2 separate regions of the Anser cygnoides genome follow, and region 1 is linked to region 2. A link is a contact called in public Hi-C data. All regions are on one chromosome and are shown on one strand. Each heading gives the region's core, a stretch centred on a gene start, on an enhancer-like site or on the middle of the called end of the contact. The rest is flanking DNA. Distances are from core to core; before and after follow the strand shown.

Region 1 (6,066 bases), core at 371-2,870, 160 kb after region 2:
TCATTTGTAATCTTCTGCCTGCAGCCTCTACAGCTACCCATATATGTCTGTGTGGCGGGTCAGGAAGCTTTTTACTGCCAGTGCTGCCATAGCTGAGGAGCTCTGACTCCTCAGCAGCTGTGCTGGCTCTAACTGTGAAATATTTTATTACACAGGAAGAAGCCTGCAAGGCAGGGCTACATTAAGCCATGGTTTTCCTCACCATTTCTTTCTTTCCTTCCTTCCTTTCTCTCTTTTCTTCCTTCCTTCCCTTCTTTGTCTCTCTCTTCTTCTGTAACATCCACTGAATTTAGTAAATTAGTAAAACAACAGCTGAAGGCTTTTGCACAGCACATGCAAATTCAGTTTGTTAGTAGCTCAAAGAAGGGGCTTTCCTGAGGGGTAAAGGGGCATACCAAAGACACCAGTGAGGTTCTAGGAAGCAAAGAAAGGGAGACAGAGGCCTTCAGGAGCTCCCTGTAGCCTGTGGAAGGTAGCAACACCTTTTACCTCATTGGAATGGGGATTGCCAACCCAATCTTACAGGCGGAGATAGAGGCATGGTTGAGGGTTTGGCCCTCTCTGAAGACTGTCCAGCTGTCTCAGCCTGCTGGAGCTCCTGGATAAAGGGTAGGCAGGTATGCCCTGCCAAATCGCAAGGGGACTCTCACTTCTGGGGTCCCAGAGACTGCATCTATTTCACATGCATAGCAGTATCCCCTGCTTCACCTGTACCATTTCTCCAGTCAGCAGAGCTCTGCAGGGCAGCATCACTCAGCTCTAAACTCTCCTGCATCCTCATGTGGAGCAAAGCTGGGCTGATGGCCATCCTCCAACAAGCAAAGCCCCCTTCCAGGGCATGCTGTGCCCCTCCGTTTGTCCTGCTGACAGCCAGAAAGAGGAAGGCCAGGAATCCCGACACACACCAGAGGAGCAGCCACCCAAGCACTTCTGCTGGTTCGGACATCCTTGGCCTTGTTGAAACCAGACATCGCGTGGCACAGGGGTTTGCTGGGGTATTTTTGTTTACCACAGTGCTGCCATTCAGCTATCCTACTGTGGACCATAGCCCACATAAGCAGTAAATTCCTGAAGCTTTTAGGTTGGAGGGTGGGTTAAGTTTCTAAGACAGTTACTGTAAGTTACTCTAAGACTTACTTGGGGTTATTTTAAACAAGCTATTTCTTGCTTCTGTGCCTTGACAAGAGTTTGGCTTTCCTGTTGCTTTTGCTGCTACAAGAAGCAAACACCGTGCTAACAAACACCAAGTTTTGTGAGGTGAGGAACGCTGTAAGTGCAGGCAGCACACACCTCCTGAGGAGCAGCCACAGACGATGAACAGCTTGCTTTCTACAGAGTTCAGTTTCTCCCCGTGCCATTGAAACCCACTCTTTCCCAACCGAAGCAGGCTCAGCCTGGCATGGGGAGGTAGCGGAGGGGCCCCGGGTCGGCAGGGTCTCGTCCCAGCCCGGTGTCCGCGCAGCTCGGCCCCGCTTCTCCTACGGGTCCGGGGTCGGCGAGCCGCCGCCATCTCACGGCTCTGCCCGCCGCGGGGCCGCCCCTGGCGGCGAGAAGGGAGAGCAGCGATCGGCTCCGCGAAGTTTCACTTTCCGTCCCTGGGCCGAGCGAAGCGGGAAATCAAAACTAAGCGGCGCAGTGGGCGCTGCTGCCCTCTGACGCAGCCGGCGAGCAGGGCGGCGGGGCGCCGCCGCCTCCCCGCAGTCTCCCTCAGGCAGCGCCGCCGCGGCAGCCGCACCGGCAGCGCCTCCCTCGGCCCGGCCGGCCCGCAGGTGAGCGGGGCGATGTGCGCCGTGCCGGCCCCCAGGGTCCGCCCGCGGCTCCGGGGGGTCGCTGAGGGTCGGCCGAGGCTCCAAACGCGCGAGGTAGGAGGTGTGAGAGAGCTCTGTGGCTGCTTGCCGGGGTCGGGGAGCCCGAGCCGCGGGTGGACGGCTAAATGACCGCACGCACCGAGTCGGAGCTCTGGTGACTCTGAACTCTTACCGCGTCAGCTTGGTCATTTGTATTTCTTTTAACTGATGAAAATAACTTTTGAGCTGGTGAATCTGCTAGGGCATTGGGCATGCCGTCAGGGGAGCGCGAGTAATGGGCGTTTGTAGTGGCCGGAATGGTTTCTCTTTTCTGTTTCAACCAATATTCTTTAATGGATGAAAATATATTAAAAAGGGAGCTGGACAAGCACGTAGTTGAACAGAACAGTGAAAAGTCTTATTTCAGTGGTGTCTAAGAGAAGCATGGAGGTGAAGGGCTCGGATCCATCCCATCCCCACAGCCACTCTTTGGGGAGCACCCGGGGGCCACCGTCTCCTCGGGGCTGAGGTCCATGCCTTTGGCAGCCTGCCCTGTGAGATAACTGTGAGGGGGAAGGAGTGGCGACGCTAGGAAAGAGTGACCGACAACCAGGGACGGAGAGGCCCTCCTCAGGCCAGCGACCTGGCGCGGAGCGAGAGCGAAATGGAGGACGCTGGGCTGAGCAGAGGGTGGGCAGGAGGGCTCACTGATCACGGGGTGGAGGATGCAAGGCGGACGTCGCTGCCGCCTTTTTGCTGCCCGTAGTTAGCGTGGTCGCTTGGCTTGGCCAAGCCACGTGCGCTGGGGCAGTGGTACTGAGCCATCCCCCTCGTCTGCAAAGGAAACTGAGAAGGGGCCCTGCTCTTCCAGTGAGAGGGGAGAAATCGGTTTGCTTGCTCCCCAAGTCCCATGCCCACGCAACAGATTTTTTATACAGTTATGCCAGGAAAGGAAGGTCATGGCAAATCTTAGCAATACTGTATTTTTTATAGCTGAAACGAGGCGGTTCTGTGTAAGGGTTGGAAAGTTCTGTTCCCGTCCCTGCTCCCAACCCAGGGTTCCTGTTAGCGGTGCCAGGGTGCCTGGGGGAGAGTTTCATTGAACTGCAGAGCCAAATCCTTCAAATCCTGCCATCTCTGTAGACCCCTGCACCTTCTTGCCCTACTATCTTTCTACCTATTTCTCAAATCACCCAAAGCTTCTTAGCCCTGAGCTGGCTCGTTCATCCTGCCCTTAATTCTACCAAGAACTGTGTTTTACAAGTTCTGCTCATCCCCAGCACAACCATCACTGCTGTTCAGCTCCTCTGCTGACCATTTCCCCTCCTTTCTGTCTCCTCCTGCGTCCCCCCTGGCTGCGGGTATTACTTTTGCTGATACTACACCAGCTACACCTGAATGCCTGGTTAAATTGCTTCCCAGGGAAAAGGCAGCATGAGTTCAGAGTGTTTTGCAGAAGAAGAAATTGAAATCCAGTTTTACTTTTCCCACATAGCCATCCTAATTGTTGCTTTTCAATACAAAGAGCAATGTTCTCGAATCTATCTTTGAATGCCTGATTTTTTTTTTCTTTTTTTTCCCAGATAAATCTTCTCAGCAAATTTGATGTTATCCAGTGTATCTGGGTATGTGACACTTTGAGTTCAAAAGTAATTTTGATAAAGGATGGTTGGGAAAAATATACTTAAGCTTAAAAATGGTAATTGGGGAAAAAATAATTTCTAGTTTTCTAGTTTCCATGATAAATTTTTCATAAACTTTGAAATATAACATTATTAGGTAGAGTCAACCTGAAAAATAACAAGCTTTTGAAACAAAAATTTCTTTTCATGAAAAGCAAAACCAGGATTTTTTGGTAATTTCCCTTTCTTGGTAGCTTTTCTTCATTCTTATTGCACCTGGAGTGGCCTCAGGTTCATTTTACATGCTGTTCAGTATTTGTGTAATAATGATTCCTGAGCATATGGGACTTCTTTCTCGCCCTCTCCTTCCCGCCCTCTCCTTCCCCCTCTCCTTCCCTCTCCTTCCCTCTCCTTCCCTCTCTTTCTCTCTCTTTCTGTGAATGTTTCCCTAAGCATATAAGCATACCATTTTTTTCTGATTCAGTTTCCATGTTGGATGTGGGCTCTTAAAAATGTTTCATTTTTGTTTAATTGCATTGGAGCATTTATAATATTGTTTTGCTTGAGTATTATTACTTTGCTTTAGTTTAGTGATTTTTTTTGAGTTTTATTTAAAGAGCCAGTAGCCGAGTCATAAGAGACTGTCAGAATAATGGTCCATTCAATAGTCCCCTTAAAATCAAGGCATTATAATGGTTCTCTTAAACAGTTCCTTTGCCTGAAGGATTGTAAAACAAAAATGATACTTAGGTGCTTAAATGCATTTAAAAATTAGAGTCCAAGGTGCCCCTCTAGAGCTGTGACTAGAGCACTTAAAAACAATGCAGAGAAGAGCCCAATCAGAAAAAAACACAAATTCTTATCAGATCAAAAGGTAGAGAAGGTGAAATTTGCCCCTTTGAATACTTAGGGTACTTTAGGCTTTAAAGCATTGCTTTTACTGAACAGAAAAATTTTGTATCATCTGGTATTTGAACAATTTTAATTATTTTATTCACCAAATCTTCTTGAACAGGTATATCTGGAGTTCCCAGGTTAGGTGGGGCTGTTTCTGTGGAATTGAAAGGCCATTTATTTAGTCATACAAGGAATACAGGATGTGCAGTTGCCATCCAGTTCCATGTCTCTTACCTTGCTGATATACTGCACAGCTACTATATCTATACTAATTCAAACATACCAAATGTCACTGCAGTAATCATACTAATTTTATTGACATTTCAGCTTTTTCATCATGAAAATATCAAATACAAAGACAAATCTTGTGTTTCTGGGTGTTCCCCATTTTTCTGTGTCCTTCTGCAGTCCTTCTGTCATAGTACCGTATTGTTGATGGGCCAAAGAAGTGGACGTCAAGAAAGGAGCAAAAAGCCAGAGATGTCACTAAGTGAGAACATGAAGGCAGAAGAAGAAGATGATAGAGAGGAAAACAAAGAGCTGAAGACTAAAGACCAGAGGCTACCATTAGTCTTTGGTGTGGCAGACTTAAAAAATGGTAATAAAGCTTTGCCTATTTTTCACTCATATTTTCTGTCTGTAGTGCCTTCTGTTCCATTCTTTGTCCTTAGGCTTCATCTTCTTTACCTCTTTGCTGAGGAATATGCAGGTGATTCTCATTTTGTACTGCCAAGTAACCATTTTGTTTTTTGAGAAGGGCTTATATGAGGATCTCAGCGCTTTCTCCCCTTTGAAGTCCTCATTTTGGTTACTACAGCTGAAAACACCTAGATGCTGTCCTCTTTCCAAACACAGCCAGCATTGCTTCGAGATTTGCTAAGCCACGGACGAGGTCCTGGTTATTCTGCTGCATCACTAGATTGGCCTCCCAAAGGGTGTCATCAGTATTTCAGGTGTACATGCTGTTCTGTCTCAGATATATCCCTCATTACCACTAGCTGTATGCAATTCAGTTGTTCTGAGTTTCTGTTCCATACCCTCTCTCTCTCTTTGGTGATGACTTCAGAATTTCTGATTGTAATTTCTGTGCCCCAAAGCGATATTAGTAATATCCATTTCTTTTGTATGCAGTGTGAACAGCTCTAGCTGACTTTTTCCACTTCTCTCAGGCTAGTTCCTTTCTTCAAAACTGAGACAAAAAAAAAAAAAAAAGACATCTGAGTATCAGGATCCTTGCTTACTTGGATTTTTCCTGTCAGTTGCCAAACAAAAGTAAATGTTATCTACTTGAACGTAGGCTGAACCCTCTCTAAGGTCTGAGCAAGATGTTGGACTTGTGCACTGGATGGGTGAATATGTACAAAAAGGAGTTTACCATCCCTTAAATGATTTTCATTTTCTTTTCTTGTACCTATCTTTGAACTCACTTCCTCTTTTCTGTGCCTACAGGAGCTGTTGGACTTTACAACATTGGGCAGACCTGCTGTCTGAACTCTCTACTCCAAGTGTTCCTCATGAACATACACTTCACTAGGATACTACGAAGGTACCACCTGTTTGAACTACCTGAGATAGCTTTCCTGTTGCACTGTTGTCTCTGTGCCTTGTTTGTGTGGGAGGTACATTTGAAGGATTGGCTCATCAGGAGTGTTAGGTGCTTTCAGCTGACTCAGCAAGGTCTCTGCGTGTTGTGCCTCTCTTGTACAGACTAGAGCCTACAAAGGTAGAGGCTGCAGTCTGACTCGTTAGTCATCTTTCAT
Region 2 (6,204 bases), core at 2,005-4,504:
AATACTACTTTCCGTAAAATTTCTCTGCAATGTGTACGCCCATGTGTACATGCATGTATGTGTGTAGGGAAGCTGGGTACCCAATGCAGAGTCTGATTTGGAGTTCATACCTAGGTGAACCTTGAAGCCCAATCCATTGCTCCATAAGACACGGAGGGAACAAAAAGTCCTGCATTTCCTCAGCCTGCTCCTAACCCTGCAGTTCTGCACCAAGACAGTGAAGATGATCAAATCAGGGCTTTGGTTGGCTTGTTACAGGGATTTTTTTTTTCTTTTGTTGCTGAAAAAGTGGTGAGACTTTTTCCCTTTGTTTTCTGGTCTTTCTGTGAAATATCAAGGACTGGATACAGCTGAACAGAAGATAACAGATAACTATATCATCTAGAAAATTCTCTCTTTGATGTTTGCCCACACAGCTTTATCAATGCTGTAAGTAAATTGCTTGCTGTGTTTGGATTTGGGACAGATTTTTTTCCAAGTCAAACTGACAGGCAATTTAGTAACTTTTCTCCTTCCTTTCTATAATAGAGTGTGAATTGCCCACTAAACACTGCTTTGCACAAGCAAAATCTAATAATTCAGTCTATTACAGACAGAAATACCTAGTTCAATTCAAGTTATGAAGGTGAACATATACAAAGACAGCTAAAGATAGCAGCTTATGTGAGGAAATTAAGCTACTGAACCTAATGGTGTAGGTATTCTTTCCACAGTTCTACAAAACAACTCTTGGAAATGACCAAGAGCTTCGTATCCGAAAATACCAAAGTTCCACTTTTTTAACTCTCTCTTCTCCTTTGGAAATTTTCTGCCATTCACTGACCAGGCCTACAGCGTTTTGATTTACTGAAATCATGACCAGTAATAATAGGGCATCATACTAGTGAATTTTGGTTTAGAGCTATAAACATAAAGGACCATGAACCTCACAATATTATTAATGCCTAAACTGTCACAACTGATTTAAGTCCTAGGCCTGAGCTGGGAGCTAAAGGAGGGATGAGTAAGGCAAGCAGAGTTTGCATTTCCCATTAAATAGTCCCATGATTATTCAACCAGACACTTCCAGTTCCCAATTGTGTAAACTATGTCAAAATAGCATATTCTAAAGAAATTGCTATGTTAAGAAATTAACCGAAGAGTATTATTTAAGTTTTGGAGAAAACTGCTGTACAAGTTATTAGCAGTTCCCAGGCCCAGAAGGTCCCACTGAGCTACATCTTCATGCATCCAAATCTACATGCTGTCAAGAGTGTCAGAGTTCAGGCTATTAGTAGTTAGTCTTCAGATGCTGCCCCTTCAAATTTACCTTAAAAGATATATAAATGACAGATTCTGTTCAACCTAAATCCTGTAAACATTTTAATGAACATAGCAGCATTCTTCACTACACTAATTCAATTCAGTTCAATTTCACATGCATAAATGTAAAGAATTTCTTATACAGCCCTATTCCTGTAGGTAATGCATACACTGAATATGTTTGTAGGCTCTAATGCTGTTACAGGCTTATCTGAGTTTACTTCAAGAAGACTACTGGGCAGACTGAAAGCTGAAAGGATAAGGGTTGTTATTGCTACAAAGAAAAGTAGATGATTAGAAACCATTATTAAGAGACTAAGAATTCAAAAGTATGAGATTAATTATAAAGTTCAGAAGCATTCTTCATCAAATATTCTTTCTCACTGATTCTTGCAGCACCTATTTCCATCAGCTCTATTTGCAAATACTTGGATCCTAATGTTTTTACACATCCCTTCGTAGATAAAGGAAAATTTGTAAAGGTGCAATATACTTTTCAACAGGCAAAAGTACTGCTTCAAACTACGGTCTGTTAGGCTTTGCATCAGCAGTCAGTCAGGATTACAATGCTCAGTGTGTCAAGCTTGAGTCTTTGAACTAAAAATGTTATTAAATTGTGATGCAAAATAGACAAGAAAAGTTAACTTTGGAACCCACTCCCATTTGAACCTGTGTTCTGCTTGCTCAAAAGACTCATTTGTCTTTAATATAATTTTCAAAATAAATAAATAAATAAAATTTAAAATTTCTTTCCAACTTAGGACTGAACTACTTAGGACTGAAGTATTATGGTACTATAGTTATCCATGGCATTATGGTACTATAGTTATCTTCTAAGAATGGTAGTAAATTATTTAGAAGAACAGAAACTACAACGTAAAATATTTGTGTACATACATGAAATACTTTCAAAGAACTTTAGGAAGAGCAACCTGGCAAACAATATGTGAAAAACAAAAACAAAAGAAGCTAAGGGAACAATAGGCAAGAGTATGTTGGGACGGTTATAAGAAAGCTTATGGTCACTGTGTACTAACCTGCTGGGCACATCCTCTTCTGTTCCTTTGTCCAGCACACTGCTCAGGTTATGCTCTGCTAGCGTCTCTTCAGGAACCTCTTCCAGTTCTTCTTCCCGCTGCAGTGACAGTCGGTAATTCTCCAGCTCAATTCGCTCAGGCGTGCCACGCAACCGCTTAGCGAGGCTGGGCTCTTCCAGCCCATTTACATTAGAACCTAAAGAATAAGTCAGTGAATAAACAATAAATGCAACAGTCAGGGCTGTAATTTTTTAAGGAAATTGAGCAATTGGGAGAAATGGGGCTTGAGGCAGAGGGAGGTAAATAAAGCAAGAGAATACCTTATGCCATTATCCTGTTCACCACTACTGGCAGAACCTGTTGGGGAGCCAGACTGCAAAAGGGAATCTTAGTGTTTTTGGCTAACAGATGCTGGAAAGAATGTTAAATGTCCTCGATGAGAGAAGAAATAAGGATGTTTTAACTGCGCTGGAGCCTACATCATAAATACTGGGGAAGGCCTGGCCACAGGCTGGATGTATTCTCTGAGACCAAGTAGGAATGCCAGGGGGCAAGCCTGCTGCATGATGTCAAAACTGTTACTGGTCAAGCCAGGTAGGTGAGCTACATAGTTAGAGAGCAAGCATCACTAATACTTAAAGATGCTGAGAGGGAGGGGATGAAAAAGTCCCATTTGGAGTGAGTTTTCAAACTTTTTTTGGATTTGAATTTATTTATTTTTTAATCAGAGTTTGAGATGAAATGAACCACAGGGAAAAAAGTAGATGAGATGTTCGCAAGCACGAACATCATGAGTCCCAGAGAATTGCAAGGGCATGTGAATCAGACATTTGGAGAAAAGTATACAGAAGCTTCATTCACCGTAGCACTCAATTAATTAAATTCTAACCTGCATTCATCTATCTCTTTTTAAAATTCTAGTATTTTAGCTTAAACAGCAAGCCACTGTTTACCCTTACACAGCTTACTATTTACAGAGCCTAATCTTTCCTAGCTTCTGTTTTGCTACGCTAAACAAACCGAGCATTCCTCTCATGAGATAAGCTCTTCAGTGCACTGATCACCCCCTAGGTCTCTGCACCTGTCCCTGTTTGGATTAATCTTTCCAGAACCTGCGTGATCAGAATTGTACACAGCTTTCCAGATGAGGTCTTATCAGTGTAACATACAGCCCTGCCAGAAATCTCTCATCTGGTACACCCTGAGAACACATTTGCCTATTTATATGCCACATAATACTGGTGGCTTTTGTTTATTGACTGATATTCAGATCTTTCTCCTTCTCTGCTTTCAACTGATAAGCACCTTGCTGGTAGCCAAATCACTTCCTTGGTGCATGACCTGGTACTTTCTACTATTACATTTCTATTTTTAATACTACAGTCCACAACATTATGCAGCTCTTAGTGTATGACATGCCTATCCTCCTCTGCATTGATGAGGGCTTGAAATGTTGCCTCAGCAATGAACTTCATTAGCAGATTTTTCCTTTTTGGCTAGTAACCTTAGCAAAAGCAATACGAAGATCAGTCCTCAGATCAATTTTTTGAAACTCCATAGTCTGTGGGTGTTACCCAACTCCATTAATTCAGTTTTGAATAAAACCTCTAAACTCTCATCTACGCCAGCTCCTCAGCTACTTGACGCTTCATGTATAACCCCCACATTTTACCCAGCTTAAATAATTATTTCCATGTGCCAGCTTTCAGGTACTTTACTGAAGTCCAATTTTTGGATGCACTGCATTTCCCTCATGGAGGTAATCAGTTACTTCATCAGTAACAGCTGTCAGGCTAGTCTGGCACGGTCTTTGGTGAATCCATGTCACGTTTTATGCCACATACCTTCACGAGGTCAAAAGACTTCACTTGCAGAACTAGCAGTCCTTATTTATTCCCCTCAAAGAAGGTGTTTTATCTATTGTTTAGATTAACAGATCTGTACTTGTTCAGATCACCTTTCATCCTTTTATTTTTTTATTTTTTATATGCACATCATACTTCTGTCACCCAGCAGTCACATAGCATTACCCTGAATTTGATAGTCAGGGTGCATCAGGATAGCCTGATTTAAACATAAATTGCTACCAAAAAGCTCACAATTTCACTGTACAGTTTTTACAGTTTTCTGAAACAAAGATTATTTGGTCTCATTTTACTTCCACACATATAGTATAGTAATATTTAAATTTTGCTTCCAGCTTCATTGGGTTAATTTCCATTTCCAAACCTTGCTATGTATACACTAACATCTTTTGCTCCCACATTCAATGCCACCCTCCCAACTGAAATTGGAGGCCAAATATCCACTTGCTTTCCTGGCTGTACCTGAAACTGCATTTAATCTCAGACTCATCCTCTGTGGACCCACTTCTGGTTTTCCTCATCTTGCTTTTACTTACATACTTAAAGAATACAGCTGCTTGTTTTCCTCTCCTATACAAATTCGAACCCAGCACGAGCTTTGGCAACATTTATTTTATCCTCACATGTTTTGACCTCCAAGACAACTTCTGTTTTCTTTCTCTGTTCTTTGTAGTTTATCAGTTTATTCCCGTGACAGCCCTTATTCAGGACAATTATTCACCCAGTAACATCTCAGTCTCTCACACTAATACTATGGCCTTGCCATAATTAGTGATGTTAATTTCCAATCCCTCTCAAGAAAGATAAAATCTCATGGAGACAACTGCCAGGAGTGCTTTTCCCTCTTGCTTGAACCTTTCTATGATGTGGGCAAATGGCTGCTGTGCCCCTGGCTGTAACTACCGGGGTTATTTATGGTACAAACCGCAGCTTGCTCAGGTGGAAGGAGGGAGCATTATCTTCCATTTCCAGGCACACAATGGTCTCTACCGTTTCCTGCTGCTAAGCCTTATGTTGTATTAGTCCTTTCAAAGTTTAGTGGAACTGAACTGCCTCCTCAGCTGGGATTCACATTTCATTTCATTCTCTCTAGATGGTGATACCACCTCAGCCAAATCTATTTTTGTAATCTGTGTTACATTCCCCAGCCCTGAGTTCACAGTAACAGGGGAGCTGACCTGGAATATTGTTCTGCCAGTTCTGGCTGACTTGGAAAAACCAAGGACTCTGGGTAATGGAAGAACATCAAGGTGAAGGAAAACAAAGAAAGAATTCACCAAATCATCATAAAACGAGAGTTTTTCTACTTGGAACTCTTTCTACACAACACAGCACTCAGCTAGGCTCAGCTATTTCCATAGAAATATCTTTTCACAGACTGTTTTTAACTTGTTCTCTTCTGATGCATACCCCAACATAGCTGGAATGTCCACAAGCCGAAAAAAAGGATGAAAATGAGAAGAATTAGACTTTTTTTTTTTTTTTTGCCTGACATTATTTCAGTCCTATGTTTTTTTTAACAATCTTAAGCTTTTTTTTGTGTGTGTCTGTTTTGTTTGTTTTTGGTCAGCCTTTTCAAGGAAAAGTAAAATATATAATATCATGTTCATATAATTAAATCACATGAATGGAGTATTGGAAAAAAAAAGAAAAAAAAAAAAGAGATGCTTGTTTCACTGCCTGGGCTGGGGACAAAGACCAGTAGCAATAACTCTAAGGTAAAAAAGGACTGAAAATCAAGCTGACATCTGCTTATATGCATTTCACCAGCATATATAATCTTTCAGGCATGTTATTCAATAAAAACAAGTTATCATTAACCTTCTAATCATGAAGACCCTGTATCAGTATAACATGTACAAAGAGAATCAAACCAATTCTGCCACAGTATAAACAGTTAAGTTTGGGCAAATGAATCAATAAAACTGTTAAAAATTTGAAAATATGAAAAATCTACCTAAACTTAAAGGTAAAAGGATGTGGTCAAGCCAGGATATCCC

The links. Hi-C and Micro-C count contacts between places; a contact is called where the count stands out from the background.
Region 1: a contact with region 2 is called in a Hi-C map of liver, with 2.1 times the contacts expected there. The contact joins the promoter of USP18 here to the enhancer-like site in region 2. A contact is called at or near these places in 2 of 7 Hi-C or Micro-C datasets (both in liver).

What each region holds. Positions count from the first base shown.
Region 1 is chr1:67,287,050-67,293,115 of Taihu_goose_T2T_genome, forward strand. USP18 (ubiquitin specific peptidase 18) reads left to right here and starts at 1,621. Exons shown (of 12, transcript XM_048047318.2): 1 at 1,621-1,862; 2 at 3,371-3,412; 3 at 4,715-4,904; 4 at 5,756-5,852. The coding sequence starts at 1,782.
Region 2 is chr1:67,125,062-67,131,265 of Taihu_goose_T2T_genome, forward strand. MICAL3 (microtubule associated monooxygenase, calponin and LIM domain containing 3) reads right to left here. Exons shown (of 43, transcript XM_048081462.2): 26 at 2,340-2,535. Among named protein-coding and RNA genes, the nearest start is that of BID, 55 kb to the left of the region's middle. Within about 2 kb of position 3,255, at least 2 of the 3 cell types and tissues checked have open chromatin away from gene starts, as enhancers often do. A contact at or near this core is called in liver, where this site is marked.